2 separate regions of the Arabidopsis thaliana genome follow, and region 1 is linked to region 2. A link is a contact called in public capture Hi-C data. All regions are on one chromosome and are shown on one strand. The core of a region is the stretch at or near the end of the contact, and the rest is flanking DNA. Distances in the headings are between cores, read along the strand shown.

Evidence for each region. Capture Hi-C pulls out chosen DNA fragments and counts their contacts.
Region 1: a contact with region 2 is called in a capture Hi-C map of seedling, with 2.3 times the contacts expected there. A contact is called at or near these places in 3 of 26 Hi-C or Micro-C datasets (callus and root) and 1 of 3 other capture datasets (seedling).

The regions. Positions count from the first base shown.
Region 1 is chr3:11,214,933-11,218,557 of TAIR10.1, forward strand. AT3G29260 (NAD(P)-binding Rossmann-fold superfamily protein) reads right to left here and starts at 1,934. Exons shown (of 2, transcript NM_113850.1): 1 at 1,889-1,934; 2 at 1,020-1,785. The coding sequence starts at 1,902. The coding sequence ends at 1,020.
Region 2 is chr3:11,046,017-11,050,087 of TAIR10.1, forward strand. It overlaps AT3G29060 (EXS (ERD1/XPR1/SYG1) family protein), which reads right to left and starts at 2,661. Exons shown (of 13, transcript NM_113828.3): 1 at 1,756-2,661; 2 at 1,423-1,681; 3 at 1,306-1,354; 4 at 1,152-1,223; 5 at 948-1,077; 6 at 749-869; 7 at 344-602; 8 at 149-253; 9 at 30-74. The coding sequence starts at 2,449. It overlaps AT3G29070 (emp24/gp25L/p24 family/GOLD family protein), which reads left to right and starts at 4,065. Exons shown (of 4, transcript NM_113829.3): 1 at 4,065-4,071.

The DNA.
Region 1 (3,625 bases), core at 684-3,183, 170 kb after region 2:
GTGCTTGCCAATTAACCCTTGAGAAATTTTGCTGAGATTTTGTACTCGCCAATCATTGCGAGTTCTCAGTTGAGTCATGAGCCGTGTAAGAAGTACCAAAGCTTCTTCGATTGACAGATGCTGACAATGGAAATAATGTTGATAGCATGACGAACAAAATCGTGTATATTTAGTATTTACACTTTTGTTGATAACACAATTTGTTAGGTTTCAAGGTTGTTGAATATCGTAACTATATGAAGCTGTGAAACTCAGTATGTTGCTAACAATGAGGGGAAAAAGAGAGATGACATGCCTACAATCATTTCTGCAAGAGTTGGGTAAGAACCACTAGGGAAGGGTAATGTACAGTGATATTCACAATGCCATTTATTTGGCCAAAAAATCCGTTTTGGCATGTTTGAACGAAGTACATACTTTGATATCATTTCATCATATAAATTTTCGAAGAAGTCAATTAAAACCGTGTTGTATGATAATTTGTTTGGGAAGTCTGTCTGTTGGGCGTAGCCCAATTGGTTTACATAGTAGTCAGAAATGCAATCGGCCTGACTATCACTCGGTATTAGTCGGAAAGCATTTCAAACTCGAGACAAACAATGTGGTTCCTTCGGAGAGAAGTCCACTCTAAAACACTTTGGTGCGTTTTTACTGAGGTTAAACAGATCAGTCTATAGAATTTATCAAAAAAAAAAAAAAAGTTGAGGTTGTGTGCAACTTAAATTGGATTCTTAATTAAGAATTAGAAACATAGCTGTGCATGTAGTCTTAGAAATTTTTTTGTTGATGTCAATGAAATTTGAAAACATTTTTTTTTTCTTTTTGTGCACCAACCAAATACTTCATTCCATGGTTAAAACGATTTAAAACACTTCATGGAAATTCCATGGTTTAGATATTATAATGAGAAGAACACAAACCAAAGTACAACCACAACTCAAACTCAATGTAAAAGGCCCAAGAAGAGGCCATATTAACTCAAGAGCCTAACATACAAACCACAAGTATCGAACAACTTATTAATTCGATGTCAGCTTAACGACGCTATAACCGCCGTCAACCCCCAAGTTTTGACCACTAATATAAACCGAATCATCAGAAGCCAAAAACAAAGCTGCATCTGCCACATGTCGAGCTTTAAGTACAACACCTTTGAGAATCGCCGTGGCTGAACAGTAATCCTCAACCATCTTCACAGTTTCCTCGTTGTAGCTAGTTAACCCCGTTGCTACTCCATACGGTGCAACACCGTTGACTCTAATCCCGTACTTCCCCAACCCGCCACACGCTGATCGAACCAACCCGAGAAGCGCGTGTTTCGACGCTGTGTAACTGTGAGGTCCCGGACCACCAATCTCAGCCGTCACACTCGTTGTACAAACAATGGAGCCACGAGTTCCACTAGCCACCATCGAACGCGCTGCATGTTTTATAAACGCAGCCGCACCGCGAACGTTGACGGCCATCGTTCGATCAAACGCCTCAAGATCCAAATCAAGAATGCTTCCATGCGGTTCCATGACCCCGGCGTTACTAAACAGAACGTCAAGCTTTCCGTGTTTTTCAACGGTGAACTTAACGGCGTTCTCAACTTCCGTCTCATCCGTTATATCGCAACGGTAAAAACTTGCTTTGTCTAGCCCGATCGAAACGGCGACGTTTTGACCAAGCTCCTCTTGTAAGTCAACGATGACAACTTTAGCTCCATGGTCCGTGAACAACCTCGCTGCTTCAGCTCCGATCCCACTAGCCCCGCCTGTTATAATTACGATCTTGCCATCCAATCTTCTGTATATATAATAGACAAGTAAGTATATTAATCAACGTATGTATGAATGAACGAATAATTATGAATGCATAATGAAGTTGTAAGAGATGAAACACTTGCCTTTGTCCCGACATTGTTTTGTTGTATTTTCACTTATGAAAACACCACTAAAAATTGAATGTATCTTTATTGAGGGATTTCAAAGGATATACAATGTCGAAGATAACCAAGATTTAACATTTTAATTATTTCATCGTTTTCTCATGCATGCTTTCAAATCTTAATGATTTAACAATCCATCAAACTACATCATTGTCGAATCAAACTCCAGCTAACCATACTGTTGTCGACAAGAGCACAAAAGCATGAAAATAATAATATGATCATTAAGTATAGGGTTTTCTGCCAAAAAAAAGCCAACTTGTCAATTTCTGCTAAAAAATACAAATCAATGAGACAAAATCAAAATAATATGCAATATAACATGTTATCATCACAGTAAGTTTGCAAAAGTTTGATAAATAGTACTCATGATCGTTTGAAACTTTTGGTATATCAAAACAAAACTTTCACAATAAACAATGAAGAGTTTAAATCTACCTTTAGAATTTTGAAAGTATAACGTATATAATCGTTAAAAACTTATAAAAATATTTAAACAATTAGATTACGTATTATTATTTTTTTACTTCATAAAATTAATTTTTACTTTTAGATATGAAAGGTAAAATTGTAGAAAATGACGATTTTAAAGGTTATTGAACGAAACTTGGGTTCACTCCTAGGGGTGAATCCTTTTATTCACCTCCTTTTGCATTAACCAATAAAAACATGTCATGTTAAATCCTATTTAAATTACATAATAAATTAAAGCTATAATTATAAATCCAAACCGATATATAATCTCGTTTAATTATAAAATCTAAACCCTAATTCTCTTTTGTAAACCCAAACCACCATCTAAACTCATTTAATCGTAAAAAAAACTAAACTCTAATCGTATTTTCTAAATCCAAACCGACATTTAACCTCGTTTAATTGTCAAATCTAAATCTGTTTATAAACCTAAACCAATATTTAATTCGTTTAATTATAAAATCTAAACCCTAATCGTACTTTCTAAACCCAAACCGATATTTAACCTCGTTTAATCATAAAATTTTAACCCTAACCTTTTCTAATAAACACAAACCGATACATATTTTCGTTTTAATGGCAAATTATTAGGTTTTATAATTAAATTAAATTCTTTTTATTATTATTAGGTGTCAGATTTTAATTGCTTAAAATAAAAGAAGTGAATATAAGAGTTTACCCATAGGGATAAACCCAAGTATTTTTCAAGATTATTTTGATTGAAAACCTTTAAATATAAGGTTAAGTAAAAGTTTCGCATGGCTTATAACTAACGATGCTATATATAGTTAACAGATTCTGTCCGCTAGTGCCGGGATATAGGAGTGGCAATGACCTAGTTCTTCCTTAGCGAGATCTCCATCGGCTTTTGATGGTGTTAAGTTCTCTTTGCTTGCCATTTGATTTAAAAACTATTTCATCTTTATCATTTTGCAATGCTTGCAAGCCTTCCTCTACAATTGTTCAAACAATAAGAAACACTAACTTTGGGTTTCTTAAGCTATAGTAATTAGTTCTTTTCACGGCCTTGTTTATCTCTCATGTATGGAGTGTACCTCGCCCATTAATTCGTTTCAATGGTTTTCAATATTATATACATTTTAGGGTATCGATCATTTTACTAGCTATGTTTGGTTACTCTATTATAAAGAAATCACAAGTTTCTAAAATTTACTTTACTTTCATGTCGAAAACAAGTTTAACAACACTTGTCACGTTTAA
Region 2 (4,071 bases), core at 1,411-3,910:
GAGATGCTAAACCAAGCAGCTTGTTGTACCTGACTTGTCAATTGATCTGCGAGGAAGAAGTCCGGGAGAATAACCTGGGAAAGAAAAACATACTCATGAACTATATGTAACATCGTTTTCAGGTTTTATTACTTGGTTTGAACGTTACCTTGTAGAGAGGACTTAAAAGACAGCGAAAGACGCTTCCAACGAAGAAATATCGGCTCGAGCGATATATTATATTGAATGGACAGAACAGTACCATCATCAAGCACTGCAATCATAAGTAAAAGATGTCTCAAAAAACTAACAATGTTGATGTATTGTTAAAGATTAATATCAATGTCTAATTTCAAGAACGTACGACTAGAAGAGCTAAAGGAACGAGCTCGGTGATGACACTGAAACTTTTGGTTCTTGGATCCATTTCCATGTCGAGATTTGAGATGACTCCTCCAAATGTTAAAACTGCTAGACCAGAGCCTACCAGAAGAACTTCTCTATAACCAAGATCATTTCCTTGCTCAAACCCGAAGATAAACGGGTAATTTACTCGGTATCGACTCCAAAAATATATGTCTGCCGCATACATAAACAAATGAACCGCAACAAACCCGAACAAGCTGCAGAAAAAAGTGTTAGAAAATCGTAGGATTCAGTAAGTTTCTTGTGGTTCCATCTCAAAACTAAGTGTCAATGAGTGATTTAACCGATGTAGGATTTTTTTTATCCTCGGTTCAGCGGGGATGAATGTAACTTTACAACGGACCTGTAAAGAGGAAAAATGTTCTCCATGTACTGATGCCTGCCCTCACTTTTTGTTAAGCCTCTAATATGTACAAGAACCGTTATCGCAATGGCGAGAGCGACAGCGCAACCGGAAAAGAAGCCTATATATATATGAAGATGAAGTTTTAGTCTATGAGAAAGAGTACTCATAACAGAGCTTAAATAGATTAATTGGGTACCAAGAAAGTAAGTGATTCTGTGTTTCTCCCTCTTAGTTTTAGGCCTTAAACATTTCATTCCTTCTCGGTGATTTCCATTAGCGAAATGCTTAATAAACGTCGCTTCCACTCTCGACATGAGCCTTGAGACCTGAAAATGTAAATGATAAGTTTAGCTTGTAACATCAAAGAAAAGATGATGTGAAAATAGATGGTACTATTAACCTCATCACAGCTACCCAAATACGAGTGATCTACTGTATTTAGATAAGGCTTTGATGCATTCCTCGAAGTAGTCTGCGCAAGCAATACATAGATATATATCATCGCAAGAACATATACATAAACCTTGTACTTAATTAGTTAAGAGATTACAAACCTTGTCATACTTCTTTAGTATCTTTGCAAACGCCAATTGATTCAAGAAGCTGCAAAGAGAGATGATGAGAAACAGAGTTTTCGAGAAACCAGAGGATCTTTATAAAAACATTCTTACCAATAACTCTTTAAGAACCTAAGTTTTTGATAAAACTCAACAAAAGCGCGGTTCATAAGCTCTTCGGCTCTCCTAAGCTCGGGTTTGCTGAAGGTTTGCTCACTTGGGAGACCAAGAATCATCATTTTGAGAGTTAACAACGGAGTTTCGGGATCGATTTTGAGCTTTACATGATCCAACATTTCTACTGGAGCAGGTTTAAATACTTTCTTATCTTCGGTCTTTTCCATTTCTCTAATCACATCCATTGGTGAAGGGGCTACATTATAAAAACATTCACATCAACCTTTGTAAGAAGCTTAACGTTTAGGATTAAGTAAAATGGAGCTAAACCTGGAGTCCTCATTGTTGAATGAGGAGAAGAAGGAGCACTCGCGACGCTATTAAGGTCAGGAGGAAGATGAACGTGAGGATTCTCAACTTTAACTCTAAGAGCAATCAAAACATTTAATTGTCTACTAAGCTCATCAGCTTCCTCCATAACATTTTCAACTTTTTGCTTATAAAATCTCAAAACCTTGTTGAATTCACCGTCGAGTCGCCTGAAAAACTGAACCTCCATCTCCCCTCCTTCCTCAGCTGAGTTAAGAAACGTCGTCGTATAACTCGCTGTCTCGTCTTCATTAATCAAAATGATTTGTTCCTCGTCGTCGTCAAAGAGATGATAATGATGATGATTATGATGATGATGATGGCGTTTGCTGCTTAAAGGATTATGATGTTTATGTGATTTCTTAGGAGAACGAGAAGCTCGGTTTGTTAAACCGCTAAATGCGCGGTAAAGAGAGATTCTTCTCGATAATCCTGGTCCGCCTCCGCCTCCGCCTCCTCCGCCTTCTCCACCGTCTGTTTTAAGAGGTACGGTGTCTCCGGTTGAAGGAGGAGGAGGAGGAGGAGGAGGACGTTGTTGTTTTTGTAGGCGATAACGAAGGATCTGTTTGACTATTGATTTAAGAGAACGATAATCCATGTAGGCTTCTTTCCATTCTTGGATCATCTGCGTTTCAAATTCTCTTCCAAACTTCATATTTTCTCTACGGATCTGAATTCTTTTTTTCCCCGGAAAGATTGGAGTTTCCCGGGAAAATCTAGCAAGAACACAAGAACAAAGAAAATCCTATGTTTCTCCTTTGTAATCTCTAGTCTTTTGAATTTTGGTTTTGGATTATTGTTTTTTATTTTGGTTCGTAAGAGCTGGATCAAGTTTCTTTTTCTGGTAATCAAAGACTATATATGTATGTGTGTGTATCAAGATTTATTTATTTGGTAGAAAGAAAATTATAACGAGAAATAAAAGAAAAATAGAGCTATTTTGTGCATTTTCATTTTTTATTTTTGTCGACATCTTTATTAGATTAACTCAAATGATCCAGCACAGAAATATTGTTTATATATGTAATAAAATGCGGTTGAATACGAATGCATTTTCCTTTCATATAAAAAATCTCATGCAAATAATAGGAAAAACAAAACAAAACAAATCTTGTAACATATATATAAACGGAAAAAAATACTAAATTCGGATCTTTGTCTTTTTGTATCCATCTACATTAAGTGGATTTAGGGAAATACGAATCATAATGGATTGCAATATAAACTTGTAAATCCATATATCCATAAGTCTAGTGTTAAAAAATTCATGATCTGGTGCCATAAACGTATGCAACTATACATTTTCAAAATTCATACTATTAAAAGAATATGGGAACTACTTTATTTTCATGTCTTTCATAATATAGTTATGAAATTTAAATTGACATGAACAACACATTAAAGTCCCGATAACGCGTTATATATTAAAGCGTTGATGAAAATAGCTGTGCACGCATGCTAAGGACAAATATGAAAATAGTATTTATATGCATTTCCAAACGCCAAATATTTCTATATCTGCTTTAAAAAACAAAACAAAACTATGGCGGTCTAATTCTTTTGAAAAACATATATTATGTGTGTTTGAATTCGAATAGTTATACAATTGTTACAGACTATAGATGATACATGTGTTCGTCATTTAATAGATTGTTATTCAATTATTGAATCGTTCATTATTTTCATTTTAGGATACGGATGGATGGTTGGACCTAAAATAGTCATAAATTTAAATGGATTTTGTGCAAAAAAACTCAAACTCATCCATTTTTGTAATTTTATCATTTACCTCCAAAAAATGTTACATAATCATATGAAGTCGAAAATAATACTCAATATAGCCTTTTTTTTGTTATTGTCAAATTTTAAAATTTTGATAAATCAAATCGAAGCCCTCGAGATGAGGAGTTCAAAAATATCTTTAAAATTTTCAAAAACAAATATATGTGATCGTGAAAATATTTATAATATATATAAAATTGTAAAAATGGATTATATTGCATATTATTTTGGAATTCGTATAATAATTTTGCATTTTTTTGACGGATAAAATTATAAAAATAGTCTACTTTCAAAGTTTTTTTTGGCACAAAACCTAATTTAAATCGTTGCATTACTTGTCTCAAATATACTCAAAATCCGTGGACGAGGATTTTCTTCTCTCCTTTTTAGGGCATCAAGTCTTTTTTTAGATTTTATAACCACAAGTGTAAGTGGTAATCTCTTTGACCTTTTTAGCAAACTAAACTTAAACTCATCAGTTCCTTCTTACACGGA